Regions from separate parts of the Mus musculus genome. Here regions 1 and 2 are each linked to region 3. Evidence: chromatin contacts called from public Hi-C and HiChIP or PLAC-seq data. All regions are on one chromosome and are shown on one strand. Each heading gives the region's core, a stretch centred on a gene start, on an enhancer-like site or on the middle of the called end of the contact. The rest is flanking DNA. Distances are from core to core; before and after follow the strand shown. Region 1 overlaps Trerf1 (transcriptional regulating factor 1). Region 2 overlaps Trerf1 (transcriptional regulating factor 1). Region 3 has its middle 54 kb from the start of Ubr2.

What was found. Hi-C and Micro-C count contacts between places; a contact is called where the count stands out from the background. HiChIP or PLAC-seq counts read pairs in DNA pulled down with a chosen protein or histone mark.
Region 1: a contact with region 3 is called in a Hi-C map of bone marrow-derived macrophages, with 24 read pairs. The contact joins two enhancer-like sites. A contact is called at or near these places in 1 of 484 Hi-C or Micro-C datasets (bone marrow-derived macrophages), 2 of 115 datasets of contacts at active chromatin or transcription factors (astrocytes and bone marrow-derived macrophages) and 1 of 9 other capture datasets (embryonic stem cells).
Region 2: an HNF4G HiChIP or PLAC-seq map of pancreatic cancer cells shows a contact between it and region 3. The contact joins two enhancer-like sites. A contact is called at or near these places in 3 of 484 Hi-C or Micro-C datasets (bone marrow-derived macrophages, liver and nephron progenitors) and 5 of 115 datasets of contacts at active chromatin or transcription factors (astrocytes, bone marrow-derived macrophages, embryonic fibroblasts and 2 more).

Annotation. Positions count from the first base shown.
Region 1 is chr17:47,271,914-47,274,919 of GRCm38.p6, reverse strand. The region is part of intron 1 of Trerf1 (transcriptional regulating factor 1); the gene reads right to left. Among named protein-coding and RNA genes, the nearest start is that of Trerf1, 43 kb to the right of the region's middle. Within about 2 kb of position 1,374, at least 43 of the 459 cell types and tissues checked have an H3K27ac peak or open chromatin away from gene starts, as enhancers often do. A contact at or near this core is called in bone marrow-derived macrophages, where this site is marked.
Region 2 is chr17:47,292,623-47,295,562 of GRCm38.p6, reverse strand. The region is part of intron 2 of Trerf1 (transcriptional regulating factor 1); the gene reads right to left. Among named protein-coding and RNA genes, the nearest start is that of Trerf1, 64 kb to the right of the region's middle. Within about 2 kb of position 1,377, at least 225 of the 459 cell types and tissues checked have an H3K27ac peak or open chromatin away from gene starts, as enhancers often do. A contact at or near this core is called in astrocytes, bone marrow-derived macrophages, embryonic fibroblasts and 1 more, where this site is marked.
Region 3 is chr17:47,063,607-47,066,355 of GRCm38.p6, reverse strand. No RefSeq gene overlaps it. Among named protein-coding and RNA genes, the nearest start is that of Ubr2, 54 kb to the right of the region's middle. Within about 2 kb of position 1,250, at least 82 of the 459 cell types and tissues checked have an H3K27ac peak or open chromatin away from gene starts, as enhancers often do. A contact at or near this core is called in astrocytes, bone marrow-derived macrophages, embryonic fibroblasts and 1 more, where this site is marked.

The DNA of each region.
Region 1 (3,006 bases), core at 125-2,624, 210 kb before region 3:
TTAAACAAAGACCCATAAAAGATGATGGGGGAAGGGGTGGGGGAGGGAGCCAGGAGGAGGGTGTGGCTGCAAAAGTGACAGCAGGGAGAGAAGCAAGAAGTGACTCCAGAGACTCTTGGAGGACAAGCCCGGAACCTGAGTTTGATCCCAGGACTTCTGTCCACACAGTGGGAAAAGAAATCCAGTTTCCAGATGCGTTCTCTGAGTTTCATTACACACATCCACAGGGCAGAGCGCATGCACGTGTGCGCAGTACACACACACACACACACACACACACACACACACAGTGGGGTGGAGGTGGAAAGAGAGGCCTTGATGAAGAGGCCAGTTGAGCCACCACCAGGAAGGCAGCATGAGAAGCTCTGAGAGCAGATGTGCGGCTCTGAGCATGGCGGATGCACGGTGAATAGGGTGAGTGGGGTTGGGCAGAGCAACGGTGACAGAGGGTAGTGGTATAAGGTAGTGGGTCTTCATCTGGACTAATTTTAACCTTTGCAAGACATCTGGCCATGTCTAGAGACATTTTAAAAGACATTTAAAATTTTTTTAAAATTATGTGTACCTGTAAGTATATGTGTATTCATCTGAGTGTAGGCGCCTGAAGGGTCCAGAAGAGGTGTCAGATCCCCAGGACCTGGAGTGACGGGCAGTTATGAGATTCAGTATGATGGTGGAAACCAAGTCTGGGTCCTCTGGAAGGGCACCAAACATAGTTCTTAACCATTCAGTCATTTTTCCAGCTCTGGAGATGAGTGCGTGCGTCTCAAATGGGGAACTCTGATTGGCAGCAGGTATTGAACAGGCCAACCCTTCTCAATAGAATTACCAGGTCTATGACAACGACAGAGGCATGGCTGAGGAGCCCGATGCTGGGTCTTGAAGGCTGAGCTAATTCGTGGTGTGAGGGTGGGCTGGGGAGAAGGAAGAAAGGTCCTGGGATCTCAGGACAAAGAGCCACAGCAGCGCCCAAGAAGCTGTGGAACCATCTCTCTAACTGGACAGGAAGACCCTGGCATGGACCCCAGGGACGTCGAGCACCAGGTGGTCATGGAGGCTGTTTTTCCAAGCAGACAGAGCCAGTAAAGCGGTCTGAGCATTGGGCAACACCACGGGTCTGCTGGAGATTGAGACGGCTGTACAGAAAGCTCAGGCCTCAAGAATGAAGCCGCCAGGGCAGAGGGAATGGCTCAGTCAGTAAGATGCTGCCCTGCAACAGGAAAACCTGAGTTGGAAGCCGGGAACCCACGTGAGGAGACAAAAAAAAAAAAGAAAGAAAAGAAAAGAAACAAACCACGCAGCCTGTCATGGGGAGGCAAAGACAGGCAGGGGCTTTCCTAGTCAGGCCGTAGCCAACTTGGTAAGATCAAGGCCAAGGAGAGACCTAATCTCAAAAACACAGTGGGCAGTTTTCAGGAATAACAGTGTAAGGGTGTTATCTGGCCTACACACACACGACCAACATTCAACAAAAACTAACACACCCACAAGCAGACCATCAGAGGAAAATAGCCGAAGCTGAAGAGGCACCAACTCATCTGGAGTATGCAAATGAGGAACCAAGAATCTGGAGTATGGACATAAGGCATGAGAACCTGGAGTATGTACGCAAGGAACCAAAAACCTGGAATATGTACATGGGAAACCAAAAATCTGGAGTATCCAAATGAGAAACCAAGAACCAGGAGTTTGCAAATGAGGAACCAAAAAAATCCGGAACATGCAAATGAGGAACCAAGAATCTGGAATATGCAAACTAGGAACCAAAAATCAGGCGTATATAAGTGAGGCGCCAAGAACCTGGAATATATACATGGGAAACCAAAAACAAAAAAACAAAAAAAACCCCAAAAACCAAAAACAACCCTGGAGTATGCAAATGAGGAATAGGAACCTAGAGTATGCAAATGAGGAATAAGATCCTGGAGTATGCAAATAAAGAATAAGGACCTGGTGTATATAAGTAAGGAATAGGAACCTGGAATATGCAAATGAGGAGTAAAAACCTGGAGTATGTAAATGAGGAACCAAGATCCTGGAGATTGAATCCAAGATTCTAGACCCAAGAAAAGTCTAGGCAATAAAATTCAGGTTTATTGTAATTGTAGATTTGGTTATCACTACAGAACTGGGTATCTTCTGCTTTGCTGTAGTGGCCAGGGAATCTACAGTCAGTCAACCCTGGCAGCCATGTAGCCAGCTAAGTTCACAGGTCTAGGAAAGGTCCCCGAAGAATAGCATGGAAATGACCTCTAGCAAGTCACTCCTCCTTGGCCTATCATTATTTTTCATTTATTGGAGGCACCGTCTCATGTAGCCCAGGCTGGCTTCAACTTGATAAGTAACCAAGGATGACCTTGAATATCAGATCTTCCTGCCTCCACCTACGAAGTGCTGAGATTAGAGATGAACATGACCACACCCAGTTTAAGTGGTACTGGGGAACCCTTGGCTTCCTGCTTGCTCAGCAAGCGCTTTCTCAACTGAGCTACATCCTCAGCTCCTGTGTGCCCCAAATGTGCCCGGTGCCATCAACAGTCAGAAGAGAGCATGTGGCCCTTGAAATTGGAGCTACAGACTCCTGTCTTCATCCTGCTTTTAGATCTTGTTATTAATTGGAGAGGTTTTCCCTGCCTCCAGAGCCAGAGACTAGATCTACTAAGATGAGTGGAGCAGATGTCCTGATCTGGGCACAGGCCAGCTCCCTCAGTGTGGGCAGGCGCAGGCCATGGCCACTGTCCAAGTAGTTTTGCTGATTTGAGGGAAGGCGCACAGTATTTTAGTCAGGGTCAGATTTACTACTGCTGAAACTCCATGACCAAAAGCAAAACATTTCTTTGGCCGTCACATCTTGAACCACATAGCCTGTTCAGGAAAACCAAGGAAGGAAACCAAACAGGGTGGGAAATTGGAGGCAGGAGCTGATGCAGAGGTCATGAAGGGTGCTGCTTTCTGGCTTGTTCCTTGTGGTTTTCTTGGCTTGTTTTCTCTTTCTCCTCCTCCTCC
Region 2 (2,940 bases), core at 128-2,627, 230 kb before region 3:
GTGTCTGCTGGATTCCAGGCTCACAGACTACTGTAAATAATATTTAATATCTCCTCGTCACCGGAAATTTAAACAGTCTCAGATAGGGCTCCTTTAAGCCCACTTCCCCTACCCTACTCCCCACCCCCATCCAGCTGCCGAAGATTCAGGAAATGCAAACCTCACAAAAAGATAAGCTGGACCAAACAGAGAAGGGCCAGCTCTGGGACCCTGTTGGGCAAGTGACTTCCTGTCCTATACCCCAGGCTCTGCTTCTGCAGAACACAGGACCCTGAGCTTCAAGAGGGAACTCAGTGTGAGGAGTTTCTCTAGGTGCTCCCCGGGACACCCCAAAAATCCTGGACCAGGGCTTGAAACAGTAGATCCTCCTCCACACTGGTATCTTAGAGGGTCCCCAAAGAGCAGCCCATTGTGGGGAGGAAGGCTGAGGAGAAGGCTCAGCAGTTAAAAGCACTTGGCTGCTCTTCCAGACAACCTGGGTTTGGTTTCCAGCACGCACATGATGGTTCAAATGACCTGTAACTCCAGTCCAGGGTCCTAACCCCGTCTCTTCTGGCCTCCTTGGACACTGTACCCAACGCTGGGCAGTGGAGACAGGGAGGATTCCTGGAGTTCACTGGCCTAATCTGGGAGTTCCAGGCCAAGGGGCGGTTGTCATAAAAGACAAGGAAGACACTTGAGATTGTCCGTTGGCTTCCACATGCACAAGCACACGTGCGCGCACACACAAATGCACACAGGCATGCACACATGCACACACATGTAAAAAATACATAGCTGACCATGGTGGCTGACAGGGGAGGAGCATCTTGGGCTCAAGGCCAGTTTCGGCTACAGAGTTTGAGAGACCCTGCCTCAAATGTCCACACGCAAACAAGTAAACACAGAAATCAGAACATATCAGAATGGCGCACGTGTTACGACCAGTGCAGGTCAGGGACTTAAGGTAGTTTTAGGAGCAAGACATTCACTCTGTCATCATGCTGTGCTGATGGCCAGTCTCCAGAGGAGCACTTAAAGACTCACTTGAGAGCATGTTTCTGTCAGCTATTATGTAACCCTGACAGCACAGGGGCCCTCAGCCCGGGACACCTCCTGGCTTTATACCCAGTGCCTCTGGCACCCCAGGCTCCTCAGACAGTCCTGGATGCGCTGCACCCTGCTTCCTGGTTCTGGAATTATCTCCATGGGTGTATCCAGGACAAGCCCTTGCTTCAACCAGGGCTCAGCTGCCTCGGGGAATTCACCAGTGGGAAATAGTTAAATAGTTAATCTCATTGAGCTCGCCCTGGGCCAAGCCAGCTGGATGGAAGGATCAGTCTGGCCTCAGAGCCCTGAGTAAGTAGAGGTAAGGAGGGGCAGGAAGGGTGACTCACCCAGCAGAGAGGCTGTTAATAGACTCTGAGGTTTACTGGTGGGGTTGGGCCTCTAGCCCCAGGCGTATGGGCCTAGCCACTCATTTGATTGAGAACATCAGGACACCTTCTCCTAACTGTATGGGAAGAGAAAAACCTTTCCCTAATCCCATCCACCCCCTTACCCAGGTTGCCTAGCAACCCCCTCCCTCCCCAAACAACCAAGCAACACGAGGTAGTTTGAATAGAGTTTGGTCCTTACAGTTTTAGAGAAAGATGCCAATTCCTGAGCTTGGTGACCCAGGTTCTGGGAAAACTTAAGGCAGAAGCACACAAGTTGATGATGTTTGTGGATGGCTAGACGACTCAGGAGCCTGGGGGCACACAGTAGGACTTCATAGGACTTTGGATATGCTAACAGCTGGCGGAACCTTCGGGAGGGGCCATGGAGGCCATCTGTGGGCCTGGAAGCCACTAGCTGGCACTTACTGCCTATGAGAACAGTTACTGGTCTCTAAGACTAGACCCCACCATTTCTACAGCCAAACGTTGTAGAACCCAAACTCCCTCTGCTGCCATCTCACCTACTGGAGCCACTGACTCAATGCAAGTCTTCCTCCTCCAGGAAGCCTTCCCTGACCCCTCACAGGCACAGCACTCTCTCCCTCAGCTTCCTTTCTAAGTGAAGATATTTGGTTCTTTAGGCAACTCTTTGGCTATGCCTTTTTGATGCTACACGTTCACCACACAGAGCCCAGAGTCACTAAAAGTAGCAGTCCCTGAGGCAAAAGTGGGTACCTGATCGATATCAAATCAGGAAGTGGCCTGAGATAAACCTGGTAGTGCAGAAAACCACCAAGCAGAGGCGAAGACAGCTGAAGGCGGGGGCGGGAAGATGGCTTGGTGGGTAAAGGTGTCTGCCACATAAATCCGGCAACTTCAGCTTGATTCCCTGGAGACCATGTAACAGTGGAAGGGAGTCCAAAGAGCTGACCTCTGACCCTGCGCTCCTGCTATGGCACGCCCATCACCCCATGCGTAATTGGTGCACACACAGAATGGAGGTGAATGGATGTTGAAGATCCTTCTTCCCTGGCCAGAGGACCATGGTTATGGGCAGCCAGACCGCCCTTCATAAGGCTCCATAAGGGAACAGACCACAGCGAGAGGCTCCAGCACCTCTCGTGGCACATCACAGAACAGGACACAGGAGTGTGTATGGAGGATGGGATATTTCAGGCTCTTTTCAAGAACCCAAGGCTGATACCTGCTGCAAGCAATGGCTAGCCATGAGCTGTGTCTTGCCTCTGATCGTTTGATATTTATTTATTGATTGATTGAGAAAAGATGTCACTCTGTAGACCGGCCTGGCCTGAAATACTATCTGTAGCCCAGGCTGCCCTCAAACTCATAGTGATCTTTCTGCATCAGCTTTCCGAGTGTTAGGATAATATGTGTGAACGACCATGTCCAGCTATTTGGGTTTGAAATGGGTTCCACAGACAGGCCCTGAATTTCTAATCTGAAATGATCTTCCTGCTTCTGCCACCAAATGGCTGGGTCCACAAGAGTATAGTTGTACCCA
Region 3 (2,749 bases), core at 1-2,500:
CCATGTGGCTGAATGAGCAAGCTAGGCTCAGTTAAGATACCCTCTCTCAGAAGCTAAGATGGAGAGACATCAAGGGAGATGCCTGATGCTGACTTCTGGCCTCTACAGACATGTACACACACACACACACACACACACAGACTCATAGCCACAGAGACTCACACAGACACACATAGAGAGGAACTCACACCCACAGAGTGTCTCTCTCTTTCTTTCTCCCCCCCCCTCTCTCTCTCTCACACACACACACACACACACACACACACACACACACACACAGACTCATAGCCACAGAGACTCACACAGACACACATAGAGAGGAACTCACACCCACAGAGTGTCTCTCTCTCTCTTTCTTTCTCTCCCCCCCCCCCTCACACACACACACACACACACACACACACACACACACACACACACACACATACACACACAGACTCACACAGACATGCACACAGAGAGAAACACATACACACAGAGACTCATACACTCACACACCTTGAAGAAGGAAAAGAGAGGTCTTTAGTTTGGCTTTGGTTTTCCATGTCTTTCTCAACCCCACCCAAGAGTATGGCCTGGAGCTTACCAACCCTGAGTTTGGCCTGGTAGTGATTGGAAAAGCTGAGTCACCGCTGGGAAAGAGGCCAACTCTGTGCTACATGAGGAGAAACCCTAGGCTACCCCATGCCAGGACCGGAGCACTTCCACTAGGCCTATCCCCTCCAAGAGTGGGTCAGTAAGTTCCCTTCATGGCTGAAGAGACATTAATGACGCTTGCTAAGCTTGTTGCTGTTGGATGTTGATTTTATCAAGAAGCCACTAGATAGCATCAACCGTGCCTGGACAATATGCACTTGCCCCTCCTCACCTGCTCACACTTGGCTCCACACAGGTTATTTTGAGGCAGAGCTTAATTTTTAAGAAATCAGTAATGAATCTTGTTTAATCTCTTAATCCTCTTGCCTAATTCTCTTTTACATTAAGGGATTAAATCCTGAAGAGGAGACATGGCCAAACAGTGACTCACTCTTCCTTCAGCTCTCTGTCCCCAAAGGCAGCGAGAGGAGAAGGCTTGGGTGGTGCGCACTGCTCAGTGCCACAGTCACCGGGCCCGGGCCCATCTAGTCAAACTTCCCTTTCACGGCACAAAAGAATTAGTCTTTAAGGGATGCTCATCTTGTCGCTGCTGTAGAGTGTCCTATCAAGTGGCTGACCTTGGTAGCTCATGGTCACACGTGGTCTGCCCGGAACTGCTTGGCTCACTGTGGGATGGGCCATCTGAGTCATCTGAAATCTGGCCCGGCCCCCTGCAAGCCTAGTCATTTGCTTGGTGACAGGCCAGGATTAGTGGCAAAGAAGAGACTGGGGCCCCGTGGAGAGGGGCCAGGAAAGACGCACTGGGGTGTTCTTGAAACTGAGGTGGATGAAGAGAGAGGGCAAGCCTCTAGCTAGCAGAACGGAGCCTGGGTGAGTCCATTCACTCTACAGAACCTGGAAACTTCTGTCCCGTTCACAGAGTCCTACAGCTCTCACTCTTGGCTCTCACTCCCTGCTTCCTGTTTGGGCCTGAGCTAATGAAGCATGGAGTGACAGGGCAGTGGGGCTTGAAGGACACCTGCTCAGGATTACCTGCAGGCTTACGAGTTCTGAATGGAACCTGGGACAGGGACATGTGTCTTCTGCCACACTTCATACAAACAGCAACCTTGTGAGCAGGACAGCAAAGGAGAGCTTGGTATGGCAAGATACAACCTCCTCCCCATGGAGCCCGGCAATCTGGCTTAACACCCATGCCCCTGGGATACCATCCTTTCAGGCAGGGCATCAAAATTGAGTGGCAACCAGCAATAGTTGCCACTATTGCCACTCTACCAGGTAAACACACTCTTGGCCTTACATTTCACTGGACTGGCCTGTCACACCATTGGCATGGTTGACCCCTGACAAGTGTCCTGTCTAGTCTGACTGAAGGATCTAGACCTCAAACTCAGAAATTGCCTGTCTCTGCTGAGAATCCCAGCCACTGCCTTGGAATTGTTATTGAAAGTACCCAAATCACTCATCAAAGATGAGCCGTATGCCTTGCCTGGTTCATAGCTGTGTTCCTCCCACTGTAAGAAAGAAGGGTTTTAACCGTGGAGAGACGGGTAAATGTGTAACAAGGAAATGCTGTGGCCTCTCAAGGATCCAAAGCAGAACAGAAAACTACAAAAGGATTCTGGGAAGCAGATGATCGGGTGTGGAAGGTCACATCTCTAGACCTGTGTTTGCCCCTCCCTCCAGCCCCTTCCATGTTCCTCTGGCTTCTCCACACCTTGCAACTGAGCATAATAATGCAGCCAACATTTTAATCTACAAAAAAATATGAGAGAGAGAGAGAGAGAGAATATGAATATGCAGGAGAAGAGGAGAGGAGAGAATAAAAGAAAACCCTGGAGTTAGAGAGATGGTTTAGTGGTTAAGAACAGTTGCAGAGGACCCAAGTTCAGTTACCAGCGCCCATGTTGGGAGGCCTCCTGTAACCCTAACTCTAGAGAATCTGATACCTCTGTGGACACCAACATGCACAGCTTCGTGATCTCACATAGACACACATATACATACACACACACACACACACACAAAATAAATAAATAAATAAATAAATAAATAAATAAATAAATAAATAAATAAATAAATAGAAGAAATCTTTCTTTAAAAAGAAGATAAAACCCTCAGACAGGTATGGGGGCTCCTGCACTTAGAAGGT